Regions from separate parts of the Sus scrofa genome. Here all the other regions are linked to region 3. Evidence: chromatin contacts called from public HiChIP or PLAC-seq data. All regions are on one chromosome and are shown on one strand. The core of a region is the stretch at or near the end of the contact, and the rest is flanking DNA. Distances in the headings are between cores, read along the strand shown. Region 1 overlaps PPM1H (protein phosphatase 1H). Region 2 overlaps MON2 (protein MON2 homolog). Region 3 has its middle 110 kb from the start of PPM1H.

Region 1 (4,243 bases), core at 330-2,829, 350 kb after region 3:
TATCCCACCGCTCATCAGGGATACCGTGTGGATATGTAGTAACTTGATCTCCTGCTCCCTTGAGGTCCCTGAAATCCTGCCATTGTGAAGAGTCCTGTGAAGTAGTAAGACACTGTGGTCATGTTCAGTCCCCACCACCAGAAGTAGCAGCTACAAGAATAAAGGATAGTAGTCATTTAATTATTTACACCCCAGGAGACCAGATAACTTACTCTGTCAACCAGGACATTTCGAGAGTCCGTAGGGACACTGTTAATCATTATGCTGGGAAGGCAGCATAAACCAAAACTATCGCAGACAGACTGACAAGGATGTATGGTCACTCTGTGTCTACCTCCCACGCCTCCTAAATGAATTTGACACGATCCAGTCCATCGCCACGGCACCCATGTACTTTCACTTGGGATTTCTTTCTGACCCTGATCTCTGCAGATGGGCAACTGAGTGAACAGAAACTTCTTCCTCAAATGACTGATGAGCTAGATTCAAGTCCATTTGTTCACTGGTTCATTCAATGAGCCTTTGATTCGAACAAGCCATTGGAATCCCAGAGAAAGGAGTAGAGGATGGGCGTCCCCCGACCCCCACATGTAAAGGAAATGCCTTCATCAAGCTTACCTCAGAGTTCCCTTCATGGCTCAGCAGTTAACAAACCCAACTAGGATCCAGGAGGATGCGGGTTTGATCCCTGACCTCGCTTTCAGTGGTAAGCATCCAGCATTGCCATGAGCTGTGGTGTAGGTTGCAGACACGGCTCGGATCCGGCATTGCTGTGGCTCTGGTGTAGGCTGGCAGCTGTGGCTCCGATTAGACCCCTAGCCTGGGAAGTTCCATGTGTCATGGGTGTGGCCCTAAAAAAGCAAAAAATTTAAAGAAAAAAGCTTACCTCACTGAGTTGTAAAGTTCTGGCCTTGTGTGGAGAAAACGAAAGCCTTATGCTTGAGCAGCTACATGCTGGGAACAACTTCAGACTCTGTATTACATAATATTTTAGCTGGTTTAGAAACTTTTTTGGCTATTAGATTACATACACCCTCAAAAGTCAAGTGTTTATTTTGCCTGTAGATTAAAACAAACAAACAAACAAAAAAGCAAACCTCAAGAATACCTGTGGTGCCTTTCAAATAGAAAATTATACCCACAGCCAAAACAACCAGCTCCTTTTTGGGTGGCAGGAGCAGCCCACATATTTGTCATACTTCAATGTCCCTTGATTCATTTGCAGTCAAATGCTGAGGTCATGTGGTCGGTCCCATCCAGGTCTAAGTCATCCCATGATGAAAGAGTCGGGGAATGTTTGAGCCATAAGCATCCCCAGTGGCCACCTTGACCTTTCATTTCACAAAGGGAGACACTGAAGGTTCGAGAGGCCTCATCCCTCACTGCTCCCCGGTGGAAACTCAGTTCTGCAGCCAAACCAAACTCTGGAAAGCCGCCCTGGCATGTCAGCCCTGTCTCATCCCCAGGCTTTGGCCCCTGCAGTTCCCTCTGCATCGAAGGCGTGGGATGCCCAGATGTCTCCCCCCTGACACACCCCATCTGATGAATCAATACTTCCTCTTTCCGTATTCCCGGCAAGTGACTTTAAAATCCGAATGAACAAAGTGGTGTTGCCTAACTATTAAGGGACAGAGGTAGGTCTCAAACCCTAGTCTTCTGCCACCAGGTTCAGTGTGTGTTTCGTGGCATCATCTAGTGTAGAGAGAGTCACAGCAGAGAATTTGGGTGCAATCTTGGTGGCCTGCCAGACGGCCAGTATTGAAATAATCTCTCCGTGTACTGGGTGACAAGGAAGTACGCTGGAGTTTCTTTTTCTTTTACAAGTGCCACGTCCCACTTCTGCAGGCTGAGCTTTTGGATTGGTTGGCCACAGAGGGTGGAGAGGCCGAGGATTTGTACTCCTATTGTCCACCAGCTACTGGCAGCCTCCGCCTTGGGAACCACCTGGGTTTTCTGCCAAATCATAAGTGAGAGTCCCAGTTACTGTCATTTTAAGTGAGACTTTTGGAATCGAACCCAGGTCCCTGAAGCCCACTCCTAACTCATCTCCTTCCACCAACTAGCTACTTTTTTCAGGTGTACCACCCTGAGATCAGAGCCATTAAAAAAACACGCTGCACATTAGAATTTGTAATTCCTAACAAGAACCTGCTGTACCGCATAGGAAAATCTACTCAACAGTTTGTAATAACTTATATGGTGAAAAAAGAACGGATGTATTTGTATGTATGAGTGATTCACTGTGCTGTACACCTGAAACTAATCCAACACTGATTTTTTTTTTTAAAAAAGGATTTGTAGTTCCTTTCCACATTATCTTATTTGATTTTTTTTTTTTTAATGTCCTTTCAGGGCCACACCTGCAGCATATGGAAGTTCGCAGGCTAGGGGCTGAATTGGAGCTACAGCAGCCAGCCTCCACCACAGCCATAGCAACACGGGATCCAAGCCGCCTCTACAACCTACACCATAACTCATGGCAACGCCGGATCCTTAACCCACTGAGCAAGGCCAGGGATCGAACCTGTGTCCTCATGAATACCAGTCAGATGCATTTCTGCTGCCTCACAACAGGAACTCCTCATTTGATCTTTATAAAAGCTTCGTGAGACAGAGCACATGTTATATTTATTTTTCTTGTCTTTTTTCTCCACTTTTTAAACAGTGACTTCGGGGATGAGAAAATTGAGAGGTCACAAAAATAAATGACTTGTGTCAAGTCCCAGAGCTAGTGAGACCCAGAGAACTGAAGTGAGGGCTTCTAATAACGCAGGAGGGAGGGCTCTTGCTCCCGAAGACAGCTGGGCCTGAGCCGTGGGAGTGCCTCATCCTACCTTGAGTACTCAAGAGGGGAAAAGGCTTGGAGAATTTGCTGAGCTGATAAAGATGTGAACGCTGTGAGGAGCAGCTGGGATTTGGCAACTGGCAGAATGGATGGATTCTTTTTTTTTTTTTTTTTTTTTTTTTTTTGCCTTTTAGAATAGATGGATTCTTTTTTAAAGTAGCCTCAAGCGGTTGCAGGTTCGATCCCTGGCCTCGCTCAGTGGGTTAAGGATCCGGCATTGCTGTGACCTGTGGTGTAGGTCGCAGACCCAGCTCAGATCCCATGTTGCCATGGCTCTAGCTTAGGCTGGCGGCTACAGCTCCAATTAGACCCCTTAGCCTGGGAACCTCCATATGCCACGGGTGCGGCCCTAGAAAAAACAAAAGAAAACAAACAAAAAAAAGTACCCTAAAGTAGCCTCAAGGAAGTTCCCATGTGGGTTCAGGATCCGATGTTGCCGCAGTTGTGGTGCAGGTTGCAACTGTAGCACGGGTTCGATCCCTGGCCTTCAAATTTCCACGTGCCATGGATGCAGCCAAAAAAAAAAAAAAAAACATTGCTTCAAGAAGCACCATCAGCTTACAGTACTCTGAGCTCTCTTGCCAGGTCACCCAAATTATCAGTAACAGAGCAAAGAGGTGAAGACATACTAGGTGCTGAACAAATATTAGGTACAGCTGGCAGCCAAGCAGTAAGTGAAGGTGCATATTAAAGAGCTGTTTGTCCCCAGCTCCTGTGTAAAGTGGGGGCCCTGGGAGAGCCGTCAGCACTTGGCTCATTTGGGGGCTCACAGCATGACCCTTAGTGCCCCCAGACTTCTTCCTGCTCTTGGCTGATCTGGGGGCTCACAGCATGACCCTTGGTGCCCCCGGACTTCTTCCTGCTCCCCCCCCCTCCCCCAATACTGAGAGGTTTTTGTTAGCAGCTCCACTGAGTACTGTGAAAAAAAGGAAAGTCTGCTACTTCTGTTGTATTTCAGCGCATTACATTTTGCTGACTGCCTGGGGGCACTGGAGTTTATAAGCTAAAACTGTGGGGGCACCATAAGATCAGGGGTTCTTCTGAATGAATCACTATGTATGTTGAAAAATTCTTTTTCTCCCTCCCTTCTTCCCATTTACTCTTTGTCTCAGCATGTGTGTCCCGAAGATCTAGAGGGATTCACTCTGAAAGTTATGGCCCATGGAAGAAATGCCAAATGGGATCTCTAGCCTCCAGAAGTTGAATTTTGGGGGAAAGACGAGGTGACCGGCTCTCTGGGTGTTTATTGTAAGCAGGACAAGGGTGAATGTCCAGCAAGGGGAGTGCTTCCATTTGGTGGTTTATTGCGTGGCTTCCAATAGGACAGAAACAAATAGGACAACTCAGACCTCGCCCCCCAGGGGAGCTTATAACCTGTGACAGTGTTTTCAAGGTGAG
Region 2 (4,935 bases), core at 2,292-4,791, 440 kb after region 3:
ATAGAGACATATACACACACAAGAGATTATTATTTGGCCTCACAAAAGAAGGGAATTCTGCAACATACTAAAATATGAATGAACTTAACAACATCAGTTAAGTGAAATAAGCCAGTCACAAAAAGGGCAAATACTCTATATTTCAATGTATATGAGGTACTCAGAGTAGTCAAAGTCACACAGATAGAAAGTAGAATGGTAGTTACCAGGGGATAAGAGAAGTAGGAAATGGGAGTTTCTGTTTAGAGTTTCAGTTACAAGATGAAGAGCATTAGACATGGATGGTGGTGATGGTTGCCAACACTGTGAATGTATTTATTAATACCACTAAAAAAATGGTTATGATAGTAAGTTTTATTATATGTATAATCACAATAATTTTTTGGGAAAAAGATTGCAGAGATTGAAAGCTATCTACATTGGCCCAGACAATCAACCGACCAAACTTAGTCTTGGTTTATTATAAGAAAATATAAAAATATATTATCTTAAATAACATCTTAAATTCAGGGACACATTCAAATCTCTTAAAATAAATTATGTTTTAAAAATTAACCAGGGAGTTCCCGTTGTGGCTCAGTGGTTATGAACCTGACTAGTATCCATGAGGATGTGGGTTTGATCCCTGGCCTTGCTCCGTGGGTTAAGGATACAGCGTTGCCGTGACCTGTGGTGATGGTCACAGATGCAGCTCAGATCCAGAGTAGCTATGGCTCTGGTGTAGGCCAGCAACTGCAGCACTGATTCGACTTCTAGCTTGGGAACCTCGCCATGTCATGGGTGTGGCCCTAAAAAGACAAAAAATAAAAATAAAAAATAAAAAAATAAAAACTAACCATAGATTTTCATGGTCACTTTGGACTTAGCCATCAAAACAATGAAAAGGCAGAATTCCCATTGTGGCTCAGTGGTAAGGAACCCGACTAGTATCCATGAGGAAACGGGTTTGATCCCTGGCCTCGCTCTGAGGTCGCAGATGAGGCTCAGATATGGTGTGGCTTTGGCTGTGGCACAGGCTGGCAGCTGTAGCTCCGATTCAATCCCTAGCCTGGAAACTTCCATATGCTGCAGGGGTGGCCCTAAAAAGACAAAAACAAACAAACAAAAAAGCTATATGAAAAAGCTGTATGTATTGAGTATGGAAGTATCACCATGGTATTTTAGGAAGTGGAAAAAATGAAGTATATTCAGAACAGTAGGTATAACTTGGAGCTATTGTGCATATTTGTTCATGTTAAAAACTGGGGGTGTACTGGAGCACAGCTGACTTTTGAACAACACAGATCTGAACTGCATGGGTCTGCTTATACACAGATTTTTTCCAAAAGTCAACACTGAAGCACTGCACAATCCCTGGATGATAGAGTCCAAGGATACAGAACCCCAGATACAGAAGAACCATCTAGGTTATAAATGGATTTTTGACTGCTTGGAAGGCTGACATCAGTGATCCCCGAGTTGTTCACGGGCCAACTATATATATTTTTTGTACTTACATAAAAAACTTAGGGAAGGACCCACAAGCTAATAAAAATGGTTGACTATGGTAAGGTGAGAGAGCTGGGCAGATGTAGAACAGGGGAATGACCATCTCAAAACATTTCCCTAGGAGTTCCCTGGTCGCCTAGTGGATAAAGACTTGGTATTGCCACTGCTGTGGCATGGGTTTGATCCCTGCCCTGAGAACTTCCACATGCTGCAGGCATGGCCAAAAAAAAACCCATAAAAAACAAAAACCCACTGGAGTTCCTGTCGTGGCACAGTGGTTAACGAATCCAACTAGGAACCATGAGGTTGCGGGTTCAATCCCTGGCCTCAAAGCTCAGTGGGTTAATGATCCAGCGTTGCTGTGAGCTGTGGTGTAGGTTGCAGACGAGGCTTGGATCCTGCATTGCTGTGGCTCTGGTATAGGCCAGCGGCTACAGCTCTGATTGGACCCCTAGCCTGGGAACCTCCATATTCCGCAGGAAGCAGCCCTAGAAAAGGCAAAAAGATTAAAAAAAAAAAAAAAAAAAAAGAAAAGGAAAAAACCCACCACAAAAAACCCAAACTTTTCCCCGCACATATTTCTATAATTTTGAATTTTTGAACCATGTGTATGTTTACTACTACTCAAAATTTTAATTAACAATCAAGTAAAATGATAAAAAACAAGATTCCTCAAAACTAAAGATAGGTTCAACAAATGCCTCCTCTCCCACCAGAAAACCCTAAAACAAATAGCAAACATTCTAAACAAATGGTTGGGTTTAGGCTGGTTCCAAAACTTACAGCCATCTCCTTGAATTAATTTGGTACTGGCTACAAGTCGTCCAACATATTTTTACTGGGAAGATCTGGATTTCTCTAAGTTGCTTCTTTTTTTCTGTTTCTTAGTGACGATTATCACACCATTTTCATACATTATTATATCATCATCATTTATGATTACATTTAGTTTAAATCTTCACTTTATATGCCCAGAGGCATATATTCATACTTTCTAAAACAATTTTTTTTTTTCTTTTTAAGGCTGCACCTGTGGTATATGGAAGTTCCCAGGCTAGGGGCCCCTGGAGCTGCAGCTACCAACCTACATCACAGCCACAGCAATGCCGGATCTAAGCCATGCCTGCGACCTACAGCACAGCTCAGTGAGCAAGCTCAGGGATTGAACCCGTATGCTCACGTATATTAGTTGCGTTTGTTACCACTGAGCTGCAATGGGAACTCCCTCTTGTAAACGATTTTTAACACAATTTAGTTAGATCATCTATCATTACTCCACTGCCCTATCCATGGCGCAATGACTTTGTAAAAAAAGGTTACTGAGTTTTCCTTCCCTTTTCTTCCTTTATACAACTTCTAGTTACATTACTGACAGCCATATAAAGACCATAAAAAGTAATGCAAGTCTATGTACTGATATATATTTCTGTATTTAATATATCTATAGCAATAACATGAAAAATTGGGAATTTCCTATTTAGTTTTTAAGTATATTTCTAGGAATCAAATTCTATCCTGTGATCTAATGAAGATTAGATTTCTGGTCTCTAGGAAGTTAACACATGGTTTCCCTCTATGAAAAGTCAACTGAAACATTTTATTAAGATAACTCAAATTTGAACTTGATGGGATAAATTAAGAAGACTCTTCTAAGATTATTCTTAGAAATTTTAGCCCTTCTTTTAGGTTGAATACACATTAGTCTACTGCCTCTTAATATTTAGTATAATACTCACCCTTCCAGGCCAAAGTAATAATCAGTGAATTTTGAAAACAGAAAAATATGTGTAATTATATAACAACTGACAGGAACAAATATCTTGTGACTCATTTATTAGGAACCTGCTTTTTTCTTAGGTAGTAAAAGTAATGCTGCTTAAAGCACCAATCTGCTAGGATGTTTGTACCAGAATATAAATGAACACATTTCCTTCTATAACAAAGTCTTGTTTCATAAATAAACAGTTCAGTCAGCTGAACCATTGTGCATAGTGACACAACTGACTTATACTCTGATGCCAGCCTTTTATCTTGTCCTGGGCCAGTGACAAATTCTTAAGACCAGTGGCTGGTCCAAAACAACCACACTGTGAGTAGTAATGTTGCGAAGGATTCAAGATAGATTAAAACATGACCCAAAAAGCCTCTCAAGAAGTTTACGTTAAAGGGAATGAATCATGTACATGTATAACTGTAATACAAATAGAAAAAGGCACACAGAAAAGAGCTCTAAGTTCACCAAAATAGGAATCACTCACCTTTAAGGAACAGAAACAGGGCTAAAAAGTGGTGTGATATCTGAACAAGGTGGATATAGGCAGGAGAATGGAATGAGCAAAGGATTGGGAATACTTGGGTAGACTGAGAATTTTGGTTTGGTGGGAGAGTAGGGTACACAAAGTCTAGTGGGAAATAAAGCATGAATAGAATGGAGTCAGTAGTGCTCTTTGTATTTGGTAGGTTATGGTAAATAAAAATATTACTTTATTTTGTTTTACTAGAATGGGAAAATGAATGATCAAAGTTGCGCTTTTGGAAAAATCATTTCTGGAATTAATGTAAAGAATGAATTGGAAAGAAATGAGTAACAGGGGAAACAAATGAGGAAGGGCTATAAAAATGATTCAGTTATTTCTACAGTTTATATCTAAATGATAAGTACAAATATAGAACAAAAGCCTCCTATAACCCCAAAAAAGTCAGTCATGTTCTATATTAAAAATATGTAAGGAGTTCCTGCTGTGGCACAGTGGGTTAAGAACCTGACTGCAGTGACTTGGGTCATTGCTGAGGCATGGGTTTGATCCCCAGCCTGGCATACTGGGTTAAGGATCCAGTGTTGCCACAGCTGTGGTGCATGTTGCAACTGCGGCTCAGATTAGATCCCTGGCCTGGGAATTTCCATATGCTGCAGGTATCCAAAAAAAAAAAAAAAAAAAAAAAAAAAAACAACTGTCTGTGTGTATAAAATAGGGAGTTCTCTTATGGTGCTATGGGTTAAAAATCTGGCATTGTCACTGAAGTAGCTTGAATCAATGCTGTGGTGTGTGTTTGATCCCTGGCCTACGAACTTCTGCATGCCATGGATGCGGCCAAATTTATATATATGTGTGTGTGTAAAATTGCCTATACATTATATATATATATAAATTATCTAGATGCAATACTTAAATTCTGACCAATTTAGTTAAAAAAAGTCAGAGAGTGAAGTCAGCATCATAGCAGTGTGAGAAGCTCCATTTGTTTCTTCCCTTCAATCCAAAAGCAGTAAAAATCCGTAACTCAACAAAAAATGTCTCTCCCAATACACCAAGGTTCTAGAGAATTCCACGCACCTGTACATAAAGGTGGATGGACTAAAACACAGAGGAGGCAGAATGAGAAAAACAGTGGAGGCAGTGCGTGCAATCCTGATCCCCAGACACAACAGGTGAGCCCACCACCTCA
Region 3 (4,721 bases), core at 1,636-4,135:
CAGTAAACTCCTGCTTATCCAATATTTTCCATTTGACATCTTTTTTTAGAGCAAGAAGAGTTATAAATTACTTGCAGCTTGGAAGAATTTTCTCAATCTTTAAAGAAGAAAAAGAAATGAGTTCCCGCTGTGGCCCAGAGGAAATGAATCTGACTAGCATCCATGAGGACGTAGGTTTGATCCCTGGCCTTGCTCAGTGGGTTAAGGATCTGTTGTTGCCACGGGCTGTGGTGTAGGTCGCAGATGCGGCTCGGATCTGGCATTGCTGTGGCTGTGGTGTAGGCTGGCAGCTGCAGCTCCGATTCAACCCCTAGTCTGGGAATCTCCATATGCCACAGGTGCAGCCCTAAAAAGAGACAGAGAGAGAGAGAGAGAAACAAAGAAACAAAGAAACAAAGAGGAGGGAGGAAAGGAAGAAAGGGAAGGAAGGGAAAGAAAAAGAAACAATAATTCTCCAAAGAACTCTAAAAAATTCTTGACCCACAGATAGAAGACTCTTATGTATAATGACTCAATTGCTATCTTATGTATAGATTAAAATTAAAGTTTTTGCATAAATTCTAACAGAGTAATCCTGGATTTAAAGCAAGGATTCAATCATCATCATTTCCATTTGCAGGTGAAAAAAGAGACATAAAAATTCAAACTAAAGCTTTTAAAATAATGTAGATTTCTAAACTAAAATATAATTCCTATTTTTTGTGTTAAGTACAAATAATTAAGTTCTCAACTTTTTTCATTTCTTTTTGGTCCACTCCCACGGCATATGGAGGTTCCCAGGCTAGGGGTCGAATTGGAGCTGTAGCCACCAGCCTACAGCAACACGGGGATCCAAGCCACATCTGCGACCTACACCACAGCTCTCGGCAATGCTGGATCCTTAACCCACTGAGCAAGGGCAGGGATCGAACCAGCAACCTCATGGTTCCTAGTCGGATTCGTTAACCACTGTGCCACGACGGGAATTCCAAGTTCTCAACTTTTAATTATTTTAACCCCATGATGACCTTTCAGGTATGTAGGGAGGTACTATTATTTCAGTTTTACAAACTAAGAAAGCAATACACAACAGTATGTAACTAGCCTGAGGTCCAAAGTATGGTTTATAGTCCAGAGTCCTCAATATATTTGCTTTCTCTAAATTCCATCACAGACTACTTTATATCTTTATTAGAGCACTCATGTGCTCATTTATGTCTTTCTCTACAATGACAATGACATAATAAGCTCTTGGAGACAGGAATCCAGCCCCTTCTCAATCACCCCACAATGACTGGAAAGTTAACCAAGGAATTGAATTTACTAACTAAATAACTAAATTGAATTTCCCTGGTCTCTGTGTCTTCCCATAAACTCTGTAGAATGCATCCATGTACAGTGGGGCCCTGAGCTCCAACCTAGAGACACTCTTGGTCTCATTATAAGTCTGAACAACATCAGAAATACCCACCTATTCAATTCTATATACACCAGGTATTCTTATTCACTAGAGCAGATCTTCAAACAAATTGATTTTGTACCCCAGCAGCAAAAATATACAGGCACACCATCCTTAATATACAGGTATGTATTTATAAATTACAAATATGCATATCTATTTCATATTCAAACAGAAAAATAAATATCATGAAATAAAGATGAAATAAAAATATGTTTATGTATTTATATATTTTATTTCCTTTTTATGGGTATAAAAACAGGTTTTGATCTCTTAAATATTATAATAATGTTTTGTAATACCAATACAATTGAATCTTACCTCCATGTCTATAATTTTCACATAGGAATATTTCAAAACACACAAGAATAGAATTTTTAAATGATTTAAATATGTGATAAATTATTTTAAATAATTCTGCATCTTTGCTTTAGGGCCACAAAAATACCTTTTGTTCTCACGCCCTTTTTTCTCTGACTGCCACAATCCAAAGGTTTGAATTTACTTGGATAGTTGGTATTAACATTACAGAAGCTAAAGAAGTAATCCCACAAAGACATGCTGTAATATTTGCATCCATTCATATTTCAAATAATATGTTTATTAATTTTGCATTTTATTATGTAAGATTATATTATCATTGCTTTAATTTCATAATGTGAAAAAGTTTACACTAATAAAAAATGTCAGCATTATTATGTTCTTATAGAAACTTACTCTTGCAGGTTAGTATTATTTTAGAGTTCTTTACATTCTTTGTAAGAATCTCTTTATGCCACTGGTTCATTGGGGAAGATTATCTTACTAAGTCCCCTGCACTGCCACATGTCACAATGCACTAAAAAGAAGGAAGGAGTGAAACCGCCACTTGTGTGTGAGCCCTTTTCCATGGGTAGACTCCTGTTCTGCTCTAAAAGTACCTCACCCATCCCCACAATTTGTGACCCTATGACATGTGAACTGAACCAAGTGAGCATCAATCTATAGGTTGAATATTTCAAAAGCTTAAATTCCTTCTTATAATTTTAGAGAAAATAAATAGATTTCAAATGTTTTCATATGCCTACAGATCATGGTGCCCACACCAAAGGCTGACACTCCCCTCTCTGTCCCCCACTTTGGTGACCACTGCCAGAGGAGGGGTCTAATTAAGCACCAGAACACCGCAGTATGGCCTCAGGGGTCCACAACAGAGCCAGGCCCAAGCAGAGGTAGAAAAAGTCACTGTATTTGATTTCTATTGCTGCATAATGACAGTACCACAAACTTAGTGGCTTAAGACAATATGCATTTTCTATCTCATGCTTCCTGGGATAGGAGTCTGGGCATGGCTTAGCTTGGGATCCTCCTAGGCTGCAGCTGAGGTATTAGCCAAGGCTAGGTCTCATCTGGAGGTTTGGCCGTGGAAGATCCACCTCCCTACCCACATGGTTGTTGACAGCAAACAGGTCCTTGTGACTGAGAGCTTCCGGGTTTGCTGGCTGGCGGCCAGTGGCTGCTCTCAGCTCCTACATCCTGCCTGCCCACAGTTTCTTATCACATGGCTACTTTCTTCCTCAGTCAGCTCTGGAGAGAGAGAATCCAGCAAGACCAGAGCTTCCAATATATGCAGTGTAATCACATGGTCACTAACTCTTAAATACGTCCCTCCATGACCTTTGCCCTAACATTTAGAAGCCAGTAACAGGTGCCACCCAGACTCAAGGGGAGAGGAAAGACGCAAAAGAGTGAATACTAGGAGGTGGAGATCATGGAACCACCTTCAGAATCTGTCTTACCGCCTCACTCCCTGCTGTCAAAGTGTGAAAGATACAAAAATAAAACTGAAAATGATTACTTTTTTACTGAGCTGAAGCTGAAAATCCACGACTCTGTACAAGAGTTACCAGCTGAAGCAACTTTCAATTTTATACACTTTAGAAGGCTAGTGTTTCACAATTTTTTTCAGAGCAGGGTTTTCTGTTGGCATCTGAGCACAATGCCCTACATTCCCTGTTCTATATTTCCTGGAACCCCTTGGCAACAAGATTCCAAGTCAACTTTCACCAATGGGAGGCATTCAGTCAAGGTTTGGAAGGCAGAAGGGAAACACACCCATCCTTGCTCCCACACTGTGTGGACAGATGTTCTGTGACTGTGAAGCTTCCCAACCGCCTCCAAGCATTTCCGCTCTCCCAGCAGACGGGACCATCCCAAGTTCCTTCCTGCAACTCCTGCAATTTCCTCACTCTCTTCGAGTTAGTGGCACAACTGATTCATGTCAGCCTTCCCCTACTTTATTTCTCTTCTCCTGCCCTTTCTGCAACATCTAATTACCCAAATTCAAGCCCCTCCTACCTGAATCTACACAGTAACTTCCATTTTCCTAACTGAACCCTGATTGTACAAAGGGATAAAGTCCCTTTTAAGGATCTCCATGTTGAATCCTGCTTGACCTCCTCTTTGACCTAAACATAAATATTGTCATCAATTTAGAGTTTATCCTTCTAGATCTCTCTCTCTCTCTCCCCCTCCCCCCCCTTTCACACACACACACAAACACACACACACACACACACACAAGAAATATCTGGGCTTTTGTGTGTGTGTTCTAATGCACAACGTATCGTGTTGTTCTGGTTATCCATTGGTGTGTAACAAACCACACAAAAACTTACTGGTGTAAAATAACTAACATTTATTATGTCCACAATTCAGTGAGTCAGAAACTAGGGCAGAACATGGCAGAGATGGCTCCTCTTGGGAGCCTCTGGGGCCTCAAAAGACTAGGGAGGATTGGGGAGTTCCCGTGGTGGCGCAGTGGTTAACAAATCCGACTAGGAACCATGAGGTTGCGGGTTCGATCCCTGCCCTTGCTCAGTGGGTTAAAGATCCGGCATTGCCCTGAGCTGTTGTGTAGGTCATAGATGCGGCTCGGATCCCGCATTGCTGTGGCTCTGGCGTAGGCCGGCGGCTACAGCTCCAATTCGACCCCTAGCCTGGGAACCTCCATATACCGCAGGAGCGGCCCAAGAAATGGCAGAAAGACAAAAAAAAAAAAAAAAAAAAAAAGACTAGGGAGGACTGGGATGGCTTGACTGGGCCGTATATGTAGGACCTTGGGTCTTCCTCTACGTGGCATCTACTGGGGCTGTGATGCCCAAGATGGCAGTTTCACTCACATGTCTGTTGCCTCCAGCTGAGATGGCTAGAATGGCAAGGGCTGGCTGGCATCTTCTGCTCTCCACACACCCCATTCTCAGGACAACTGCACTTTTTACATAATAGATGACTTTTCCCCAGA

What was found. HiChIP or PLAC-seq counts read pairs in DNA pulled down with a chosen protein or histone mark.
Region 1: a contact with region 3 is called in an H3K27ac HiChIP or PLAC-seq map of alveolar macrophages. The contact joins two enhancer-like sites. A contact is called at or near these places in 1 of 47 Hi-C or Micro-C datasets (liver) and 1 of 2 datasets of contacts at active chromatin or transcription factors (alveolar macrophages).
Region 2: a contact with region 3 is called in an H3K27ac HiChIP or PLAC-seq map of alveolar macrophages. The contact joins two enhancer-like sites. A contact is called at or near these places in 7 of 47 Hi-C or Micro-C datasets (alveolar macrophages, embryonic fibroblasts, epiblast stem cells and 4 more) and 1 of 2 datasets of contacts at active chromatin or transcription factors (alveolar macrophages).

Annotation. Positions count from the first base shown.
Region 1 is chr5:27,326,622-27,330,864 of Sscrofa11.1, reverse strand. All of the region lies in intron 8 of PPM1H (protein phosphatase 1H), which reads left to right. Among named protein-coding and RNA genes, the nearest start is that of MIRLET7I, 76 kb to the right of the region's middle. Within about 2 kb of position 1,579, at least 24 of the 83 cell types and tissues checked have an H3K27ac peak or open chromatin away from gene starts, as enhancers often do. A contact at or near this core is called in alveolar macrophages, where this site is marked.
Region 2 is chr5:27,233,432-27,238,366 of Sscrofa11.1, reverse strand. The region is part of intron 32 of MON2 (protein MON2 homolog); the gene reads right to left. Among named protein-coding and RNA genes, the nearest start is that of MIRLET7I, 17 kb to the left of the region's middle. Within about 2 kb of position 3,541, at least 7 of the 83 cell types and tissues checked have an H3K27ac peak or open chromatin away from gene starts, as enhancers often do. A contact at or near this core is called in alveolar macrophages, where this site is marked.
Region 3 is chr5:27,676,690-27,681,410 of Sscrofa11.1, reverse strand. No RefSeq gene overlaps it. Among named protein-coding and RNA genes, the nearest start is that of PPM1H, 110 kb to the right of the region's middle. Within about 2 kb of position 2,885, at least 4 of the 83 cell types and tissues checked have an H3K27ac peak or open chromatin away from gene starts, as enhancers often do. A contact at or near this core is called in alveolar macrophages, where this site is marked.